2 separate regions of the Mus musculus genome follow, and region 1 is linked to region 2. Evidence: chromatin contacts called from public targeted proximity ligation data. All regions are on one chromosome and are shown on one strand. The core of a region is the stretch at or near the end of the contact, and the rest is flanking DNA. Distances in the headings are between cores, read along the strand shown. Region 1 holds the start of Neat1 (nuclear paraspeckle assembly transcript 1 (non-protein coding)). Region 2 holds the start of Ltbp3 (latent transforming growth factor beta binding protein 3).

Region 1 (4,455 bases), core at 1,286-3,785, 100 kb before region 2:
GGTAGCAATACTGGCATGGCCCTGCCTTTAGGGCACTTCGTCCCTTCTCTCTATTCCAAGAGATTTTGTAGGAAATTCTGAGTCTGCCTGGGTCTGGAAACAACAGGGCTGAGCTGACTTCCAAAGAAGATGAGGCCAGTGGGGGGCTGCCAGGTCCCTGAGAAAGAAATTGGAGCGTGCTCCCCCTTTAATCGGACATCACAAAGAGAACCCCATTTTGCTCTTTGCCCTCCATCCCAGAATCCCATAGCTGGGAAGGGGCATGCCTTAGAAACCAGGCAGGCTCCTCTGGCTGTCACCCCTCAGCCCCACCCACAGACCTGTTTACCACAATCTCCTGGAACAGCTTTTTTGATTGGGGGAGTTGCTGCTCTGCCCTAGTCCTTCAGTGGGATGGAGGTCCTCTGTGTGAAGGAAGAAACTCTGGGTATGTCCACCAGCGAAGGGTGGGCACAGCCTCGGCCCTAAGGCCTCCTCACCTCTCCCCTCAAATACATTGTTTCCAAAGAAAACTGTCCTTGAAGGCCAGGAGCCTCTGACACTGCCATCTTGCCCTTGAGAACTGGAGACAGTCCCTGGGCTGCTGCAGACTTGTGAGCACACAAATGCTTCATCTGTGCGTGACCAGGCGACCTAGCTTTACACAGCCCTAGGCTTGGTGTGTTACCAATTAACCCTGTTCCTACTAATTCAAAAAAAAAAAAGTCTCAAAAGCTGTTCCTGGGACTGAAGAATAATATGAAGGGAAATTGAAGGTGGTTGAACAATTGCCTAAGCACCTCAAAGTCAGAAAAGACTGACTCCACAGGCTAGGCCCGCCACAGGGAGCCCCTCCCTCCCTCCTGCTTTCATAGCCGCCTCCTGGCATTCTAGAACATTTTAACAAGCAACTCCCTGTTCTTGCAGGCAGTCACCGCCACCCACCACCGACACTTGGAACTGATGCCAGGCGGACATAGTGGTAATGTAATCCCAGCACTAAAAAGGTTGAGGCAGGAGGATGAGCCAAGAAGTACAGGCCAGTATGAGACAAAATGAGACCCTTTCTGGAATTAAAAAGAAAGAAAGATAAATAAAAGGCTGATTAGGTTAGCCCTTGGAGAAGGGTGAGGCGCAGGAATCTACGTGGCATAAGAACCGGTGAGCAAGCCAGCACTTGCCACATAATCACCCTCTGTGCTGGTCACATGAGAGAGAGAGTCACCAGTTTTCCGGGAACGGGAGGGTGCAGTCTAGGCCGGGCCTTGCTTGCAGATTCCATATGCTAGAGGCCGGAAAACAACCCCCTCCTTCCCTCCTCCGGGTTGCTAAGGGAGCCTGTTGTCACTGGGTGGTTTTGTTTGTAGAGTGGGTGTCGAGCCTGGGAGGAGACTTCCGGGCAGTTAATTCTGCCAGCTGCCTTTTTCATTCTGCGTGCTTGAACCAGCTTTTTTATTTTGGGGAGTATGGGGGGGGGGGGATGTGGAGGCAGGTGGCAGAAGAGCTGAGTAGATGCTTCATGGCGGGGTGGGGTGGGGGTGGGGGGTTGTCAGACTGTCCGAGCTCCTCACTGACATGGGCGGTGACAATTCCCCTTTTCAAAACCCTCACTAAGCCCTTGTTTGTGGACAACGTTTGCTTTTGGACCTGTGCTGGACCCCACCCCAAGTAGACAGCCAGCCTGGCTCCCCCAGTGGTCATTAAACCCACGCCTTGAACTCCACCATACACTGTCGCAGAGAAATGCAGCTTAAAAATATTTTTTCTCACTATACCACACCCAAAAGCAAAAATGTTTTCTAAAATCACTTAACTGTACTGGGCGCTCTTCAACCATAAACATTACATACACACATTCATTCTATATGCATGTGTACCATACAAAAGTCTTGCTTTATCATAGCTTGCAACCACCTTTCCCGCAATTTAATTAACCTTAGACGCAATTAAGCATTCCACCCAAGCTGCTGGGATAGTTCTTCCCCACCCCCACCCTGCTGCTGCCCGCACTGACGTCACCCTGCGAGCAGGCGGCGGCAACGCCCGAGAAGTCACGCGCCCGGTCCCGCCCCAACCCCCCCACCCCTACCGCCTGACGCGCCACCGCAGAGATCCCTCCGCCACCGAGTGGAATTTTCCAGGCTTTCTGCCGGCCCTACTTTCGGACCTCGTCGGGGCGTGGTGACCTGAGGCGACCCGTGTACTTTTCCTTCAGCGCTGACATTCGGTGTGACCCTCTTCCCCAACAGCTGACCCTACCCTTCAGCAGCAAAGGGGACTTACTTATCCCCGGTGGTGTTCACCGCCCAAATATCATCTTTGGATATGCCCTTCATCCTGTGACGCACCGCTAGGAGCAGAAAAGGATCATTGAGCAATCTGAGGGAGTGGCGGTTGACGGAGGCCATGACCCGCCCCTCGTGGGCTCCTTTGGCTCTGTGGCTAGGTCGGGGAGGAACTTTTTTTTAAGTGCCCGTGGAGGAATCGTTCCGTTTAGCAGTGTTTGGGTGACGCGACACAAGAGTATAAAAGCAAAAGTTGTAACCTCCACCTGTAGGAGTTAGTGACAAGGAGGGCTCGCTCTTGGGGCTAGTGGTGGGGAGGCAGTGGCCAGTTCAGGGCTCAGATGAGAGAGGTGGCAGAATTAGAGGCAGCCACTAGGATGGGGGTGCGAGGAGAAGCGGGGCTAAGTATAAAGGAGACTAGATTTTGGGACAGTGGACGTGTGGAAGGCAGCTTCCAAAGCGCCTTTAACAATCCACAAAGAACCAGCAGCTTTCAAGACCAGGCTATCCCTGCTGTCTGCTGGCACTTGACGTCCAGGAGGGCACAAGTTTCACAGGCCTACATGGGGGCAGTGTCCTAACTTGAGTGGCAGAGCAGCAGTTGATGGAGACGGGTGGACTGGGGGCCCTTGAAGGCCCCGGAAATCATAGAGGACAGGCAGTGGGGCAGGACTAGGTGCGTAGTGGAGGTCGCCTTTGATCTTGACAAAACCAGCAGACCCCTTTTTTTCCAGATAAGGGGTTGTGAACCCACCTGGGGATGAGGCCTGGTCTTATGGAAGGTGGACTTAGCTTCGCTGGGCGGACAGCTCTGGCCCAGGGTGGTATGTAATTTGGGTGTGGCCTGTCTGCACCCACTTCGGGGTGCGAGGGGAGGCCGGAGGAGGCTGCAGAGACAAGTTGTTTTTACTGTCAGGTCTGCCAGGCGGGGACCATGGAGATTGAAGGCGCAAGTCTTGGGGCCACATTAATCACAACTTTATTTTTCAGATAGCAGTGCCCTCTCTGGACTTTGCCTAGGTTCCGTGCTTCCTCTTCTGTGGTCTCACTCTTCCCTACTCTTGCCCCTCACTCTGAGGTTAAGGGGTCACTTAAAACCTTGCCCCTGGGTCGTCCGGTAAGCCTGTGGAGGATGTAGAGTCGGTGCTGGAGTCTTGGGCACGGCATTTTGGTAAAGGTGGAGGACACCCTGACTGGGCGGGGAGGGATGGTGTTGATTCACAGAGGGCGGGACGTGAGTGTGGACCCTGGGGTGGGCTCACAGCCATGTTTCCGGTCACCCAAATGCTTCATGGACGTGGTTTATCACTATAGTGTTCACCATGGCAAGCAGATGGCACCAGGAGATATGGAGCCCCTGCCAGTGTGAGTCGTAGCAGTGCAGGAGGGCTCACCCTGGAGGAGACAGCGGCCTCGGTTGACGCCTACACAGTGAATTCCAGAGGCTTAGGAAGCGCGTCCCTGCCCTGGGTCCAGGCCTTTCTCAGGAAGCCCTGTGCTCAGGAGGCCATCGTTGAAGTCAGCTTGTAGGGGGTGGGCAGGTGCTTCCAGCCGGAGGGGCCGTCGGCTGTGAATGTTCCAGATGAATGTCTTGTTCTGGGAGCATCATTCTTTGCGGATGCATGAATGGCAGCAGGCACCCTTTTTCATGGGGGTAGAGGCGTTCGACTGCTGCATCTTCTAAACAAGCCTCCATCCAGCCTTTGTAGTTCTGTGCTGCGAACTTGGCCTCGAGAAGATTGCGTAAGGTGTAGGACACTTTAACGTCTGCGCAGCGTGCTGCACTGTAGATCGGGACCCCAGTGACCTCGCCCACCTTCCCTGCTTCTGCAGCCTGCCTGCCTCTGCATTGGTCAGAGGGATTCTTAACTGAAAACTTGTGGGTGTTGGGGAAAGCTGTTGGGTTGTAAATGACTGGTGTGGAGGAATCTTCCTTAGATGGAGCTGGTTGTAAAATGGGTAGGGTTTGTGGTTTAACAGTGGGAAGGCGCAAGTTAGCCACAAATTCTGCCGACTTGGTAGATGCCGTATCTAATTTGGGCTTTGGGACGTCTTCTGGACTAAAAGGGATCCGTGGGCCCGAAGTGGTCCCTGGGAATGGTCTCTCCCAGGGTGTGGATTTGATACTGGGTGGTTGAGTGGCAACAGTGGTTCTGGCCCCTTTTGTTCATTAGCTTTTATGACTTAGGGC
Region 2 (4,269 bases), core at 391-2,890:
AGCGTGTCGGTGCTGTGGCCGTTCTCTCCGATGAGCGTCATGTTGGAGCCCTGCTGACAGCTGTCCCGACACTGGCCCTTCAGACAGGTCCGCTTGCAGATCACTGGCGCAAAGACCACCTTGAAGCGTTCGCGGGCCAGCGCCCCGCCCCCGCCTGTGCCCCGCTCGCCGGCCGGCCCACCCTCGGCCCCGCCGCCGGGGCCCAGCAGCGCCAGCAGGAGTAGTGCCAGCAGCCCCAATGCCCCGGCCTGGCGCATCGCAGGGGCCAGGCCGTGGGCAGCCCCTCGGGGCCCGGGCATCCGGGGCCGCACGACCCTCGGAGATTGGAGGTCGAGCCCGAGCAGGGGATCGAGTGTTGGTAGCAGAGGGCAGAGCGGGGCGAGAAGCCAAGGGTAGGGAGGGGACAGCAGGAGCGGCCGGGATCCCCGTTGCGAGGGAGAGCGATGGAAGCTGCACTGAGGGTAGAGCGAAGAAACTTCCCTGGCCGGGAGAAACCCAGCCAGGCCCCGAACTGAGGCCGCAGCGAGGAGGCCGGAGCAAGTGGAGGCGGAGAGGAGGAGCGAGGGGAGAGGAAGGCCGGGCGGCCAGCCCGCTCCGCGCCTCCCCCTGGCCGGGCTCCTCTCCCGCGGCCGCCGGGAAGCAGGGAGCGCGCGGGGAGGACGCAGGGAGAAGTGAGCAGTTGTTTTCCCTGGCTGGAGCGCGCCGGCGGCGAGGGGGGCTGGGACGCTGGCCCGGGGCCAGGGAGACAATTTTTTTTTCTCCTCTCTCTTTTTCCTTCTGGTTCAAGCGTCTTTCGCTGCTGCCCGGAGAAGCGACGATGTGCGGCAGGGAGGGCGCCGGTTGGAGTGGGGGCAGCCCCCTAGGTGCCCGCCCCGCGCAGGAACCGACCTGGGTTCTTTCCAGAAGAATCCTCACCTGGGGACTCCGCCAGATTCCTCCGGGCGGGGTGCAGAGGCCTGTGCACACCTCCCCCGCCCAACTACTTTTCCACCTGGTCAAAATGGGGAAACCGAGGCAGATGGTCCTTGCTTGGAGGATCAGAGGTCTGTTAACTTTTGCCCATTGGCCTTTGTACATGTAGGGGTTCTCGAAGCCCTGAAGTCATGGGTCCTTATTCCTGGTCCTGTCTTCTCTCGAAGGAAAGGATTTAAGCAGGAGAGAGCACCTTCTGGCCAGGGTTTACTGGCCGGGGAGAACCCTGTGGCCTCAAGAAGAAGAGCAGAAAGAACAAAGCTAGAAACCTGGCTTCCCTGCCAATGTTCCCCCCCCCCCCCCCGCTCCTTAGAGGGCTTCCTGGTGCCCACCCTGCCACCTCCCCCCTTCCCCTCGTCTGGCCTGGCTGGCGGCGCTGGCTCTGGGCCTCAGACACTCTGGAATCGCCAAGGTCTGAGCTCAGGGCCTGGCCCCCTTCCCAGGCTAACAGCCGGAGAAGGGAGTGCTACTTGAGTGCTCAGGGGGCTGGGGAGAAGCCCAGCAGGGCCCTGGGGCAGGGGTTGACAGGGGGGTGGGGAAGGGTCTTGAATTTGCTCAAGGCTGTAGAAGAGCTAGACTTACTCACTGGTCTGAAAGGGGAGGCTGTGGTGTCCCGGATCTGGACAATACTGTGAGAACGTGCTAGGAAGCCCCAGGATCCAGTGTCTGACTCAAAAGAACTTAGTAGGGCTAAGGGTGACCAGGGTCAGAACCATGCCAAGTCTGGTTCATGCCAGGCCCTCTCCAGGGGAATCAGGGGGTGGTAATCTGATGGGAAGAGGGGGTTGGGCTCGGCTTTAGGCACACCTTTCCAAAGAGCTAATGGTGGTTTTTTTTGTTTTTTGGTTTTTTTTTTTTTTTTACTTTAAGGCTGAGTTTATTTGGGTAGCTTCGGAGGGACTGAGGGAGGCCATTTGATGAGTTCTGCTTGAATTGCTCAGTAGCTCAGGCGCTGCTCAGTACAGCCTACTGCTGCAATGCTGGCAGGGGGTGACCTCTGTGTCCCAAGAGGATTCCTTGCTGCTAGAATCTAGGAGGACTTGGGAGGGGGGACCCCTCCCCCTGCTCTAGTAACACTGTTGCAACAGTAACACTGAATACTTTCCACCTGGCAGGAGTGGTGCTGAGCGCTCTTACATTCATTTTTTCCTTTGAACTGGTGTAAACCTGACCCTCCCCTGTGCAGAGTAGGCAGAGGCTCACCTTGGAACAAGGCGCTGTCAAACAGTCCAGGCTTGGAATCTCGTGCTCTCCAAGCCTTGGAATTCTTGCCCATGGAATGAGATCTAGTCACCCAACTGTGAAACAAAAGGAGTGGTGGGCTGTGGGGGTCTGGGACAGCTTCCTTCAAACACGCTTTTCCATAGTGAAGGGAAGTAATGAGGGGAGCCTTGGGGCATGCTGGGAAGCCGAGAAAGGTGAAAAGGACTGCAATGAGTCTTGCAGAGTCAAGAGTGAGAAAACAAACAAACAAACAAACTTCCAAACCAAAAAAAAAAAAAAAACCGCTGTCCTTTCCAAGTCAGAGGAAAAGCCAGGCGAGCAACACGGTGGGAAGGGCAGAGGGCAGTGCAGCTGTGGTCTGAGTGGGTATGTAAGTCACTGTGAGGAATTTGGATCAGCGGGCACTGTATCAGGGCCGATGAGGATCTGCCCACCGCACACCTCTTGGAAGGATGTGGCTGTTTGATTTGGGACTGTGGAAAGTCGCGCCATTGTGAAGTAAATGATACAGAGAAGCAGGTGATGTGGTCTCAGGGTTTGGCTTCATCCCCTGGCAGGTGAGAGAAAAAGACAGGAGAGGGACACTATGGAGGTCCCTTTCAAGTCTTCTGAGCAGAGACACCTGAGCCCATGACAGACTGGAACATAGGCTCATTCCTGAGCACACAGGGAATGTTACTCTGTGGGAAAGGTGACTCAGTAGTTCACGAGAAGGGCCCACAGAAACAGGCAAGCTGCCATTCTTGTGCACCAGGGAGGAGAGATAGTTATCCCAGAGACCCAGTAGGGGCGTCAGAGTGACATGAAAGGAACTTGATGTGGAAAAGCCAAAAGGAACATTCTAGAAGGAGTATATGACCAGCAGCATGTGTTGCTGTGAGTGGGAGTGGAGACAACCCTTGTCTTGGGCTGCTGCAGGGACTCAGGGTCAGGAAGGAGCAATGAGTCCAGCTTAGATCGTCTGGCAGTGACTGTCCACAGATGTGATCTTTGGTAGACTCCTTAGGCTCTCAGGGCCTCAGCAAGGAGTGGCTGGTACCCTTCAGGCTGGTGAGTTAAGCAGGGTGGAGAGACTGTCTAGGAAAGACACCCCCTCCTGCTGTACTCACAGACTAATATCGGAGGGAAGACCTTACTCATCACCATTGAGGAGACTATGAGAAAAGCCTTTATATGCCCAGGCTAACTGAAGAGAACCCTGGACCTGAAGCTGCAGGGCGGGGGGGGGGGGGGGGGCGGGGGACGGACCTCAGACAACTGTGGGCCCTCAACAGACCCCTGAGTCCCTCCTTGCAGTTTGTCAGAAAGGAGCCCAAGCAATAGATGCTATCTCTAATCTCCTCTTGTTTCCAATTTTGCTGGTCCTGGCAGTGCAGTAGTATGACCACCTAATATACTGCAGGGAAGTGGAGCAGATCTGCAGGGTAAACTGAGGCAGCTGAGCACACTCGGCCACCATGCTCTACTGCCTTTTCCAGCCTTCTTGACAGCCATCCATAGCCGCCATCTTTGTAGAAGACAATTCTGTAAGGCCAAGGAGACCATGGCCATTCCAGACCATTAAGGCAGGTCTTCCCCAGCTGTCGTCCCTCCCCTGGTGTGTGCTGTCAGAGCTGTCTTTTATTTATTTTGTGTGTATATGTCTGTGTAGTTCTGTATATGGGAGGGGGACTTGTGCACATGTGGGGGGTTTGTGTGTATTCACTTGCTAGTGGAGACCAGAGATCAACTTCAGATTTTTATTTTTGTTTAGAAATACTTCTTTTGCTGGGCGTGGTGGTGCACCCTTTTAATCCCAGCACTCGGGAGGCAGAGGCAGGCAGATTTCTGAGTTGGAGGCCAGCCTGGTCTACAGAGTGAGTTCCAGGACAGCAAGGGCTATTCAGAGAAACCCTGTCTCGAAAAAACCAAAGGGGGAAAAAGAAAGAAAGAAAGAAAGAAAGAAAGAAAGAAAGAAAGAAAGAAAGAAAGAAAGAAAGAAAGAAAGACAGACTTCTTTCAGGGACCGGAGACATGGCTCAGAAGTTAAGAGACCCTGGTTCAATTCCCAGCACCCACATCGCAGCTCACAAG

What was found.
Region 1: a contact with region 2 is called in a targeted proximity ligation map of extraembryonic endoderm stem cells. A contact is called at or near these places in 1 of 39 promoter capture datasets (cranial neural crest), 5 of 484 Hi-C or Micro-C datasets (B cells, the C2C12 cell line, embryonic stem cells and 2 more), 16 of 130 datasets of targeted methods (the HPC-7 cell line, the SCID.adh cell line, SST interneurons and 12 more) and 2 of 9 other capture datasets (adipose tissue and liver).

The regions. Positions count from the first base shown.
Region 1 is chr19:5,843,558-5,848,012 of GRCm38.p6, reverse strand. It overlaps Neat1 (nuclear paraspeckle assembly transcript 1 (non-protein coding)), which reads left to right and starts at 2,535. Exons shown (of 1, transcript NR_131212.1): 1 at 2,535-4,455.
Region 2 is chr19:5,738,271-5,742,539 of GRCm38.p6, reverse strand. Ltbp3 (latent transforming growth factor beta binding protein 3) reads right to left here and starts at 1,640. Exons shown (of 28, transcript NM_008520.3): 1 at 1,555-1,640; 2 at 1-1,205. The coding sequence starts at 299.